Linked DNA regions of Mus musculus: all the other regions are linked to region 3. A link is a contact called in public Hi-C and HiChIP or PLAC-seq data. All regions are on one chromosome and are shown on one strand. The core of a region is the stretch at or near the end of the contact, and the rest is flanking DNA. Distances in the headings are between cores, read along the strand shown. Region 1 overlaps Ror1 (receptor tyrosine kinase-like orphan receptor 1). Region 2 overlaps Ror1 (receptor tyrosine kinase-like orphan receptor 1). Region 3 overlaps Ror1 (receptor tyrosine kinase-like orphan receptor 1).

Evidence for each region. A called contact is a pair of places that touch in the nucleus more often than the background predicts. HiChIP or PLAC-seq counts read pairs in DNA pulled down with a chosen protein or histone mark.
Region 1: a contact with region 3 is called in an H3K27ac HiChIP or PLAC-seq map of hepatocytes, with 4 times the contacts expected there. The contact joins two enhancer-like sites. A contact is called at or near these places in 5 of 484 Hi-C or Micro-C datasets (cerebellum, conventional dendritic cells, liver and 1 more) and 1 of 115 datasets of contacts at active chromatin or transcription factors (hepatocytes).
Region 2: a contact with region 3 is called in a Hi-C map of liver, with 1.9 times the contacts expected there. The contact joins two enhancer-like sites. A contact is called at or near these places in 1 of 484 Hi-C or Micro-C datasets (liver) and 2 of 115 datasets of contacts at active chromatin or transcription factors (hepatocytes and kidney).

What each region holds. Positions count from the first base shown.
Region 1 is chr4:100,228,746-100,232,092 of GRCm38.p6, forward strand. All of the region lies in intron 1 of Ror1 (receptor tyrosine kinase-like orphan receptor 1), which reads left to right. Among named protein-coding and RNA genes, the nearest start is that of Gm12701, 110 kb to the left of the region's middle. Within about 2 kb of position 1,731, at least 15 of the 459 cell types and tissues checked have an H3K27ac peak or open chromatin away from gene starts, as enhancers often do. A contact at or near this core is called in hepatocytes and liver, where this site is marked.
Region 2 is chr4:100,122,172-100,125,511 of GRCm38.p6, forward strand. The region is part of intron 1 of Ror1 (receptor tyrosine kinase-like orphan receptor 1); the gene reads left to right. Gm12701 (a long non-coding RNA gene) reads left to right here. Exons shown (of 2, transcript XR_867957.2): 2 at 1-3,340. Among named protein-coding and RNA genes, the nearest start is that of Gm12701, 4.2 kb to the left of the region's middle. Within about 2 kb of position 1,405, at least 14 of the 459 cell types and tissues checked have an H3K27ac peak or open chromatin away from gene starts, as enhancers often do. A contact at or near this core is called in hepatocytes and liver, where this site is marked.
Region 3 is chr4:100,368,466-100,371,455 of GRCm38.p6, forward strand. The region is part of intron 4 of Ror1 (receptor tyrosine kinase-like orphan receptor 1); the gene reads left to right. Among named protein-coding and RNA genes, the nearest start is that of Gm35760, 24 kb to the right of the region's middle. Within about 2 kb of position 1,461, at least 10 of the 459 cell types and tissues checked have an H3K27ac peak or open chromatin away from gene starts, as enhancers often do. A contact at or near this core is called in hepatocytes and liver, where this site is marked.

The DNA.
Region 1 (3,347 bases), core at 481-2,980, 140 kb before region 3:
GACAAGAGTCTTCTGTTGAATACAGTGCTGGTGACACCAAACTCACGTACTCTGTATATGATGTCAAGAGGGCACCTGACCTGCACAGACCTCAATATGGCATCTGACCCCCTTCATTAAGCATGTGAAAAACGCTAGGTGTTAGTACTGGCCAAGAGAGCACATTCCACTTCGAACTTTTCTCATTTCCCAAATGGATTTTTATGGGATGATTTTTTGACAGATAAGGCTGTTTACCAAATTCTTACCCTGGCTTTGATTTATAAGGACTGCTGGGAAGAATCAAAATCAACACATTTATATTTCACAGAAAGAAAATATTTGGGTTGGCGTTGGCAAGGTTTCCGTCTTATAAAAAGTTTGTTTTAATTTTTTCCCCCTTGCTTTTAAGATATCAGGGTCTTGAGGGACAGCCAGTCCATGTCTAATGTCTGGGCCTGAGAAGTTCTTTAAGAGGGAGGCCTACCCGCTGAAATTGGACTTTCAGACAGAGCCTGCCATAGAGTTTTCAGAGGATTGAGATGATATAAAGGGGAAGTAACCCATCTCACATTGTAAATTATCTTTTCAAAGGAAGGACGAGGGAGCCAGGGAACAGTTTGTCATGATTCTTTTACATTTTGACCAGGCAGGAATTTACCAATCTGCATTTATCTACAGCTCTTTGACTTGGGAGAGATTGGGGTGGAGTGTGGAGAACTTTTATGAACCCCTTTAAAAAGCAATCTGCTTGATTTTTCTTGAAATAAAATGTAAAATGGAATTTCCTCTGAGAAACAAAATTAGCACTTTGTCCCCCAGATAGCAGGATTAAAATTTCAGCATTTGTCTATGGGAGCAAAACAGAGTGAAATTTATGTGAAAATCCTTAGTACTGCATGCTCAGGAGGTCACTTTCCTTTCAGTTGCGGCAAATACTAATAAGAGTAATAAACTAGTAAGACTAGCAGATAGTTTTACTAGTAATCAAGTCCAATAGTTTGATAGTTGGACCCCTCCCTCCCCACCCTTGAGACTCAAGACTGAACGAATAAGCAGGAGTGGAAGACAAGATATTTAGAGGGCTAAGAATTTAAGGCTACTGACACTGCTTAGAAATCAGTGATACAGAGTAAGCATGGTGACACTGATGCTGACGGAGAGGGAGTGGGGAAGAGCAGACAGTTATACAGCATCTTGGCCAGCCATTTTTGGTACCTTCCCCTATTCATCATAACAGCAAACGCCAGTTTGAAGTAGCCATTCTTCATCCTCATCTAATAAATATCTAAGCATTTACCCAGCTTCACAGGGGAATCAGTCAGTCATTCTGGACTCTGATTCGGATCTCCAAAGCACTGTGCCGCAGCACCCAAGAAGAAAAGTGAATCTGGAAGGATGTCGCTGGAATATAGTATAGCGTCTGGGGCTGAAGTGTCCCAGGCAGAAGTGTTTGGGTAGAAGTATGAGAAAGGCTCGTCTCTGCCTAGGATGCTGGGCTCATTCTCCTAGGTCCTCCTAAAGGAAGGTCTGCTTAAGCTGCATCCTGAGGTTAGTGACACAAATTTCTCATTGAGAGGAAAATAAATCAAGGCTTTGTCTCTGGGCCCACAGCTGAAGGGATGTTAGAGCGCTTGGGAGAGCCAGTGAAGTGGTCAGGTTAGGCACAGATGAGGCCTGGCTGTGCTGAGGTAGAGGAACTCAAGCACAGATGTGGTCAAGAACTGTTTGCCCGTGCTCCGTTACTATGGGGATTATTTTCTTCTTCGTCTGTGGTTAGGTTGCTGAGAAGGCCTCTTCTCAGGGTTATATATGGTGTCTACATGCTTGATTGCTGAGAAAAGATTGTGAGAATCATACACTGTTCAGTGTCAGAAAGGATCCCGACACTCTGTCTTGTCACTGCCCAGTGGTAGTAATTTATAGCTTGAACAGCAGCTGGGGCAGGAAGGAGTCTTAAAAGCACTCAGATTTGCTGGTTAACTTTGGTTAACCTAGAGGTCAAAGCAGTTTCTGTCTAGCACATTAGATAATGTTGACAATGGTTGACATGTTGCAGGTAACTGTACAGGACCATCCACACTTGTGATAAAAGGAGTTATTTATGAAGTAGCTATGATTTCAAATGTAAAAGAAGGGGGAAAAAAATCCCTGTGTGTTGTGAAGGCTCTGCTAATAAACCCCAGTTGGATATCCCTGGCTTTCCTGAAATGGCGTGCAAGAGAGACTAGCCACAGTGGAACAAGGAAAACCAGTAAGGCAAAGATGGGTCCCAGTTAGTGGCTGCTAACTCAAAGACCCTCTATGACAAAGGTTTCTATCTTTAGCCTTCTGATTGGTTGTCTCTGCTGTCACGAGTTACTATAGACATAACATATTGGTGTATTGATTGCTTTCAAAACTCTTGTCACAAGGAGGAGAGATGGGTTAACCATTAAAGGCTAGGCTCACAACCAAAATGTCAAAACTCTTGTCACAAAATATCACTAAACTAATCATTAACTGAGTTGACTTATCAGAGACAAGCAAACATGTTCAGAAATGAAGGAGCAGGCATCATTGATTTCCTGACATTCTAAATTCTCCCTGTCCAGGCTATAGACAGACAAATCATTGCCGGAGTCAACAATCTTTTCTTTAAAATTCTGGAAGGCTGGTATCCTCTCAGACACATGACTAATTTAAGAACTTTTTTTTTTTTTAAGGGCTACAGAGATGGCTCCATGTAATGTGCTATTCTTTCAGAGGAACTGAGTTCAGTTCCCAGCACCTACATCAGATGGTTCACAACCACATGTAATTCTTGTTCCAGGAGATCCATCACTTCAAGCCACCAGAGACACCTGAACTCATGTGTATATTCCTCCCCTATTTCTTACAGGAAAGCATACATACACGTAATTTAATTAAAAAAAATAGAAACCTTCTTTTATTTTCTCAACGCCTCTCATTGACAATAGAAATGTAGAGCAGAAGTGGTAAAAAGGAAATTGCCTCTGGCAGTCCATTGAGATTCTTTTTGTAGTTCCTTCCTTGTCTATCAGAGTACACTTAAACCACACCAGAGGACTGGTCCTAACAATAGCATCTCTAGCTAAAATTCTGAAGAAGATGATATAACCCTTTTGAATTCCTAGATGGTGAGCATTTGCTCTCTACCTAGCTACCATAAGAAGCAAAAATTAAATAAAATAAATAAAATAAAAATCAGTGTCTTCTGATTTTTTTCTCTGAATGCTTGTGAAGTACCACCCAGATGCTCAGTGGTGAGAGTAGACCCCTAGGCTAGAGGCCAAATCTTACTCAAATCTCTCCCCTCCACCAAGCACAGGGCCAGTTGCGGAGTGGCCAGGCAGTCAGCCAGCATA
Region 2 (3,340 bases), core at 155-2,654, 250 kb before region 3:
CATTTTAGTTGTTGAGTTCCCTTTAAAGCAAGGCACACAAGAAGGCCATAGAAAGCAATCTGAGATGCTGACAAAGAAAATAGCCTGGACTCAGGGTTATTTAGCTTATTTTATCAGAAAAAACTTTATAAGAACAAAACAAAACAAACAAGCAAGCAAAAGCCCACCTCATCAGTATCTGAAATCACCAACTCCAAAATTTTAGCTCAACAAAGCAGGCTGCCCAGGTTCATGCGGTTGAGAGGCCATGTTTTCTGCAAGGGAAGGCAAGTCACTGCATAGTTCATGACAAATGTATTCAATTAAGAAACAAGAGACCCATTTTGAGAATTTAACGCATGTGCTCATTTTATAGGTGAATGGGTTTGGTCACAAAGCCTTTGGCCTGATTTGGGGGAAGAATGTTGGTTCTTGGAGAGTGGCCAGAGGAGGGACATGGCTACAGCCTTCTTTTCTGTCCCTTTTGGAAGCCTTTCTTGTAGGCTCTTCTGCCCAGTAGAGGGGTTCCACAGAAGCGGTAGTGTGTCATTTCATGCCTTTAGGATATAGCCAGATCCAGTGCTGAGTTCTGGGACTGAGAGTACTCAGCTCTAGTCTTTGAGGGGACCTGAGGACATACGTCAGGCCAGAATATTCCTATACCAGTGGAGTAAAGCATTTGGTTTTAGAGAAGACACTGAGATGACATGAGAGAAAGACTTACAAGAAAGATAGCAGTCTGGCTAAATATTGAGGACTCCTAATGGTAACCACCAGGAGGAAGAGAAGGAAAGTGCCTATCATGTAGAGGGATGCACCTGCTGGAGGGCAAGGGAGTTCCTCCCCATGGAGAAGGGTGTTGAGGGCTTATGTAGGGTATTCTGGAAATCTCTAGATTCTGTGGGCCATGACCCTTTAAGAGGTCGAAGGACTCTTTCGCAGGAGTCACATAACAGATGTCCTCAATGTTAGATATTTGCATTACAATTCATAAGGGTACCAACATTACAGTAATGAAATAACAATGAAATAATTTTATGGTTGGGGGAGTCACCACAACACGAGGAACAGTGTTAGAGGGTCACAGCATTAGGAAGGTTGAAAGCCACTGCTCCAGACCATAAATATGATATCAATCTAGAGAATCTAACCCTCATCTTTTATGAATTAAATGATATCTTTGTGGACAATAACTACTTATGTTAAGAAGAAGAAGAAGAAGAAGAAGAAGAAGAAGAAGAAGAAGAAGAAGAAGAAGAAGAAGAAGAAGAAGAAGAAGAAGAAGAAGGAGAAGAAGAAGAAGAGGTCAGAACTCCTGCGTGTGAACACAAGGGCTTCCATGCTATCTGACTCCTCTCTGCTCTTGCTGAAGGGTCAGAGACCTGACTGAAGTGAGCTCTGTAATTGACCTTGGATGGGACAGGTGGGGCTGAGAGCCAGCTGTAGACAGTGCTGGGATTGGAGTTAATAGATAATTTCTTTTAACTTCGGTGAGTGTGGGGAAGGGAGAATGGGAAAAAAGAAGATTCTGCGTGCATCCAATTACCTTTGAGATTTCTGGCCTCCTTTTCCTTAAGTGGTTGGCAGCTGTGGGAAGAGGCAAATGCCCTTATACAGCTGGGACAGCCAGGCGGGGTCTGAAAAGCCCTCAGAGGACTGGAGAGCAGCAGAGCCTCTGCCTGTGATAGAAGAGAAAGTAGTTAATGATCAGTGTTCCTAGGGTGGGAAAATAGATGACTAATTATAAGAAATTGGCCCAGCTGTGTAGACTACTTTTGAAATCAAGAGTTTGTGTCCCTTTGGAGGAGTAACTTGGTCAAGAGACTATTCAAATCTCACTTGCTTCTGGGGGCAGAGGCTACCTTTGCTAGGTCTTACAGGGTCTCCTCCCTGAATCAGTCATTGTCTTTTCTGGAAAGGGAGAGTAGAGTGGGGGGAGGGGGAGGACCTGCCCTGGAGGCTTGGCTTTGGCTCCTTTGAGTCACAGATAAAGGGACCCTAGATGGCATTAATTTTCCCTTGGTCTTTGCTTCACTTCCAGGGAAGGCTCTGGAGACCAAAGGTTCCCTATGCTGACACAAGCTGAGGCTCTCCTTGCCTGCCTGGTCTGTTTGGGTTCTCTCAGCACTTTCTGAAGGACACAGTCTAGAGAAGGCCAGGTGACTCAGGCAGTGCCTGTGGGGAAGCCACTGCTGCCTTTCACAGTGTCTGCCTCTTCAGCTCCAGACTGGGATTAATTTGGACAGCTAAAAATGTCTTGGGGAAAGTAAAATTCTATTTTAAACTAAGACTTGCACATCAAATCTGGTGGGGTACTTGTTAATTTTTTTAGGTTATAATTTATTTGTGTGTCTGTCTGTCTGTGGGGTTGGGGGTTAGGGCTTGTATACATGAATGCAGGCACCTTTGGAGGTGAGAGGTGTTGGCTTTCCCTGGAACTGGAGTTACAGGTGGTTGTGAGCTGGCGGGCGCGGCTCCTTTGGGAGAGCAGGAGGTGACTTTAACTACTGAGCTAGCCATGTAACCCCAGTAAATCTTTATTGGACCGTGCCCGCATGTATTCATTTACACCTTATCTATAGCAGTTTTCATGCTAAATGACAGAGTTAAGCAGTAAGCATAGACACTGTCAGCTTGTGATGGCTAGAATTCTTGTTTCTGGGTCTTTATGGAAACATTTTGCCAATTCTAAGAGGGGTAGAATTAGAGATGCTCAATAAGCTTTGGGTAGATGTGTGGATAAATGAATTAGTGACAGAATGGATCAATGAACGACTGGACAGAAATCTTGTAATTTGATAACTGATTTCCAATCCTAGTTTTTGTTTATTTAAGACAGAGTCTCATGTAGCCCAAGCTGGCCCTGAACTCACTATGTAGCAGAGAAAGATCCTGAACTTCCGAGTGTTCTGTCTCCACTTCCTGGGTGCTGAAATTGTAGGCTCAGCTCATCTATTTCTGGGGATTGAATCCAGAGCTTCCTGTATGCCAGGCAAGTTCTCTACCAACTGTGCTCCACCCCCAGCTCTGAGCTCCACCCCCAGCTCTGAGCTCCACCCCCAGCTCTGAGCTCCACCCCCAGCTCTGAGCTCCACCCCCCAGCTCAGTTTCTCCTTAACTAAAACAAGAGCAGTGGCACTTAGGAACTGGGCAGTGTTTATGAGGGTTACTTCCTATATAACAAATGCTATTAAAATATTACTGCTAACTGTTAAGTTTTATGTGTCAAGCACTCTATCAAGACTTTTATTTTTATTGCCCCACTTAGTTCTTGTTGCCCCCCACAGTGAGGTAGAAATGGTCCTATTTTATAGACGAAGGGGTTGAGCTCAGAGAGGCTAAGTTACTAGCTGAGGTCACA
Region 3 (2,990 bases), core at 211-2,710:
ATAAGTAAAAGAAGCACATGTGAAAGTTTGGCCCAGATTTACGGGACCCAGTCTGCCATCCAGTCTTCTACATAGTGAAGGAAGGAAGCCTGGCGTGCTCCCATTATCCAGATCAACCACATTTATCCCAAGTCCAGAGCCCTCTCTTAGTCTATTAAAGGATCACCCGGGCGGGGAGCAGGAGGTGGCTTTAGGGAAGAAACATAACCATGTTCATAAACACCTATCAAAACAGGGTCTCAGAAGCTTTAATTGATCCACCGAAACACTAATTACATCTAATATGCCACAGATGCTGTGCAGCCTAGGTGAAAACACTCCAGCGCTCTGATCAGTGGATCCATAGGCACCTGTGGTGGCTAGCAGGTGTGGAGAAGGCAACAGTCAGAGATGAATAAATAATTTGGAGTTTGCTGTCACTGAAGTGCAAGGAAATGACCCAGAAACTCAGTGTGCTGGCTGGAACTGTTTTGCAAAAGGAAATCAATTCCCAGCTGACATGGTCATTGCAACAGACCACAATCTGGATTTTGTTTACACTTGATCAGGAAGAGGAAGAAAGGGGGTGGGGGGAATGTGGTCCTGGGGAGATGCAAATGGTTAGAGTGGACTGTCTCCCTGAGCATCTAAATCAGTGGTTCCCAATCTTCCTAATGCTGCGACCCTTTAATACAGTTGTAGTGACCACAACCCTAAAATTATTTCATTATTGCTTTGTAACTATAATTTTGCTGCTGTTATGAAATCATAATGTTCATATCTGACATGCAGGATATCTGATAGCCAAACCTCCAAAGAGATCGTGACCCACAGGTTGAGAACCACTGATGTGTGTGACTTCTTATTTCCAGGCTTTCAGAGATGCTGTCTGGCTGCTGGGTATCACGTAGTGTTCCCCACTTTTCCTGGTGCAGATTCCTGTCTGATTCTACAGTAGAGTTCTCACCTCACTTATGGCAATACTGGGCATTATGCCTAACACAGATGACTCAGGGCAACCCTAATAATTTGATACTTTCATTATCATTCCTAGAAAAGAGAGCTGAAAACTTTAAAGACCTTTTCCCAGGGTGGCTACAGGCAGCTAGGAGCTCCAGGACCAGTTGGCTTACGCCTGAAGCCTGGGTCAGCTGTGCTGTGCTGTCCACTCTTCACTGGGCTGGTGTTGTTTCTACACCTGAATGCTTTTTGGGAGGACATTGCTACAGGCAGAGCTAGAATTGCTTCTTCTACCCCCATCCGATCATACAACACCAGTCAGTCTGGGAAGTCCTGCTGGAATATAAATGCTAGAGTGACAAACAATGAGCCAGCAGTGTGCTTCTCTCACATTCTGCCCTAACAAAACTGACCAACTGTCCCGGCAAAGCGTGCAATTATCCGTCTCTATTCCAAACATAAGATTCAGCCTCAGGCTGTGATTTTGCTTCTCAGAATGGAGATTCCCAAAGTCTGTGGACATTGACCTCCAAAAGTTACTACAGCAGAGTTGGGCAGTGTCTACCTGAATGCCTGGGACTGTTGGCCCTGGAGCGCTTTCAGGATTCATTGAACTTATTGATTAAACCACTGTGGGAACATTTCTTTGTCTCTGGCCTTCCTTTCAGTATGTCTGGGAAGTCACTTTGCCTTGCCATACCTATACTGACATCCACAGTGAGGAAGGCTGGAGTAGCTAACGTGCTACACACTTTTCTGAAACCCTGAGAGATTCATGGTACTTACCTTGGGGTCTGTCCTAAGTGGATGGCATGATAGAAGAGGGCAAACCTATATAAACCAAGCCGGGCTAATCCAGCATCTTTACTGGAAGAAGAATAAATATTCTGGTTGAACTCTGAACAGAAAGAAAGAAATAAAACAGAAAAGATATGACTAGTCCTAAGTTTCAGCACAAGATGAATGAAAAACAGAAATAAGAAGGAAAGGGAGAAGGACATGATTATTCCTAGATATGGTGGAGGAGGTTTGTCGCAGATATAAAGGAGAGAGCATAGCTAGAAGCAGGGACATCTGGGAGACATCCAGAGAGGACATGATCCTGAACCATATGAGGAGGGGGGAAGGGAGAGGGGAGAACAGCTGCCTACCAAGAGGGGTAGCCTGGGCTAATAGACTGGATGAGAGGGTAGTAGCCTGAAGAGGCAGGTAACCAAATGGCTGGATTGTATATAGGGAAGGACAGGTGAGGGGATGGAAGCCTAGCCCAATATCGGGGCTGGAGAAGTTTAGGGTAGGGGCTGGGTATACCAGCCATACCTTGTAATAGGTAGGGACTGAGGGAAGCAGGTAGAATATTGTTCTTTTTTGCCGTTGTCTGCTCTGATGTGTTAAATAGGCATCTCGGCCATTTGTCCTGGGTTTGGGACCTAACAAACTCTTTTTAGCTGCATTACATTTTTAAGCCTCTGCTAGAAAAGCTACCCAGAAAAAAGTCTAAAATCACTCTACTGCCGCAAACATGCCTTCCAGCATATATGATTTTGGTATAGAAATTATCTGTTCATGGTCTTCATCTCCAGGAGAAATGGGGGACTTTCTTTTGTCATGTTGACCTACATGTGCATTCCTCATCAACAAAATGAATCCTTCCATCCTCTTCCTACGTGTTCAATACCAGACAAAGCACACAGACCAGGCCTGTTTCCTGGTGAAGACATTCTCCCAAGGCTCTTCCCTCTCTGCTGGAGCTCATGAAAGAGATGCAGATTTTCACAGCTTCTCCACTAGGCAGGTGTCTTAGTAAGAGTGGCTGCTTAGGGTAGCTCTGAACTCAGAACTGCCCTGCCACACTGGGCAGCCAGAAACCATTATCTGTGCAAAGCACAGGTCCACTTAGAGACTCTGTGATGTCAGGCCATTTCCTAGGCTGCACTAACCATCCTTGTGAGAGCACGTACTTGGCTGTCTCCTGGACATGTTGAATGAGTCTGTTGTCAACTGTGGCTCTACATCTGACTGTTTGTTCATTTGCTTGTTTGTTTTTGTTT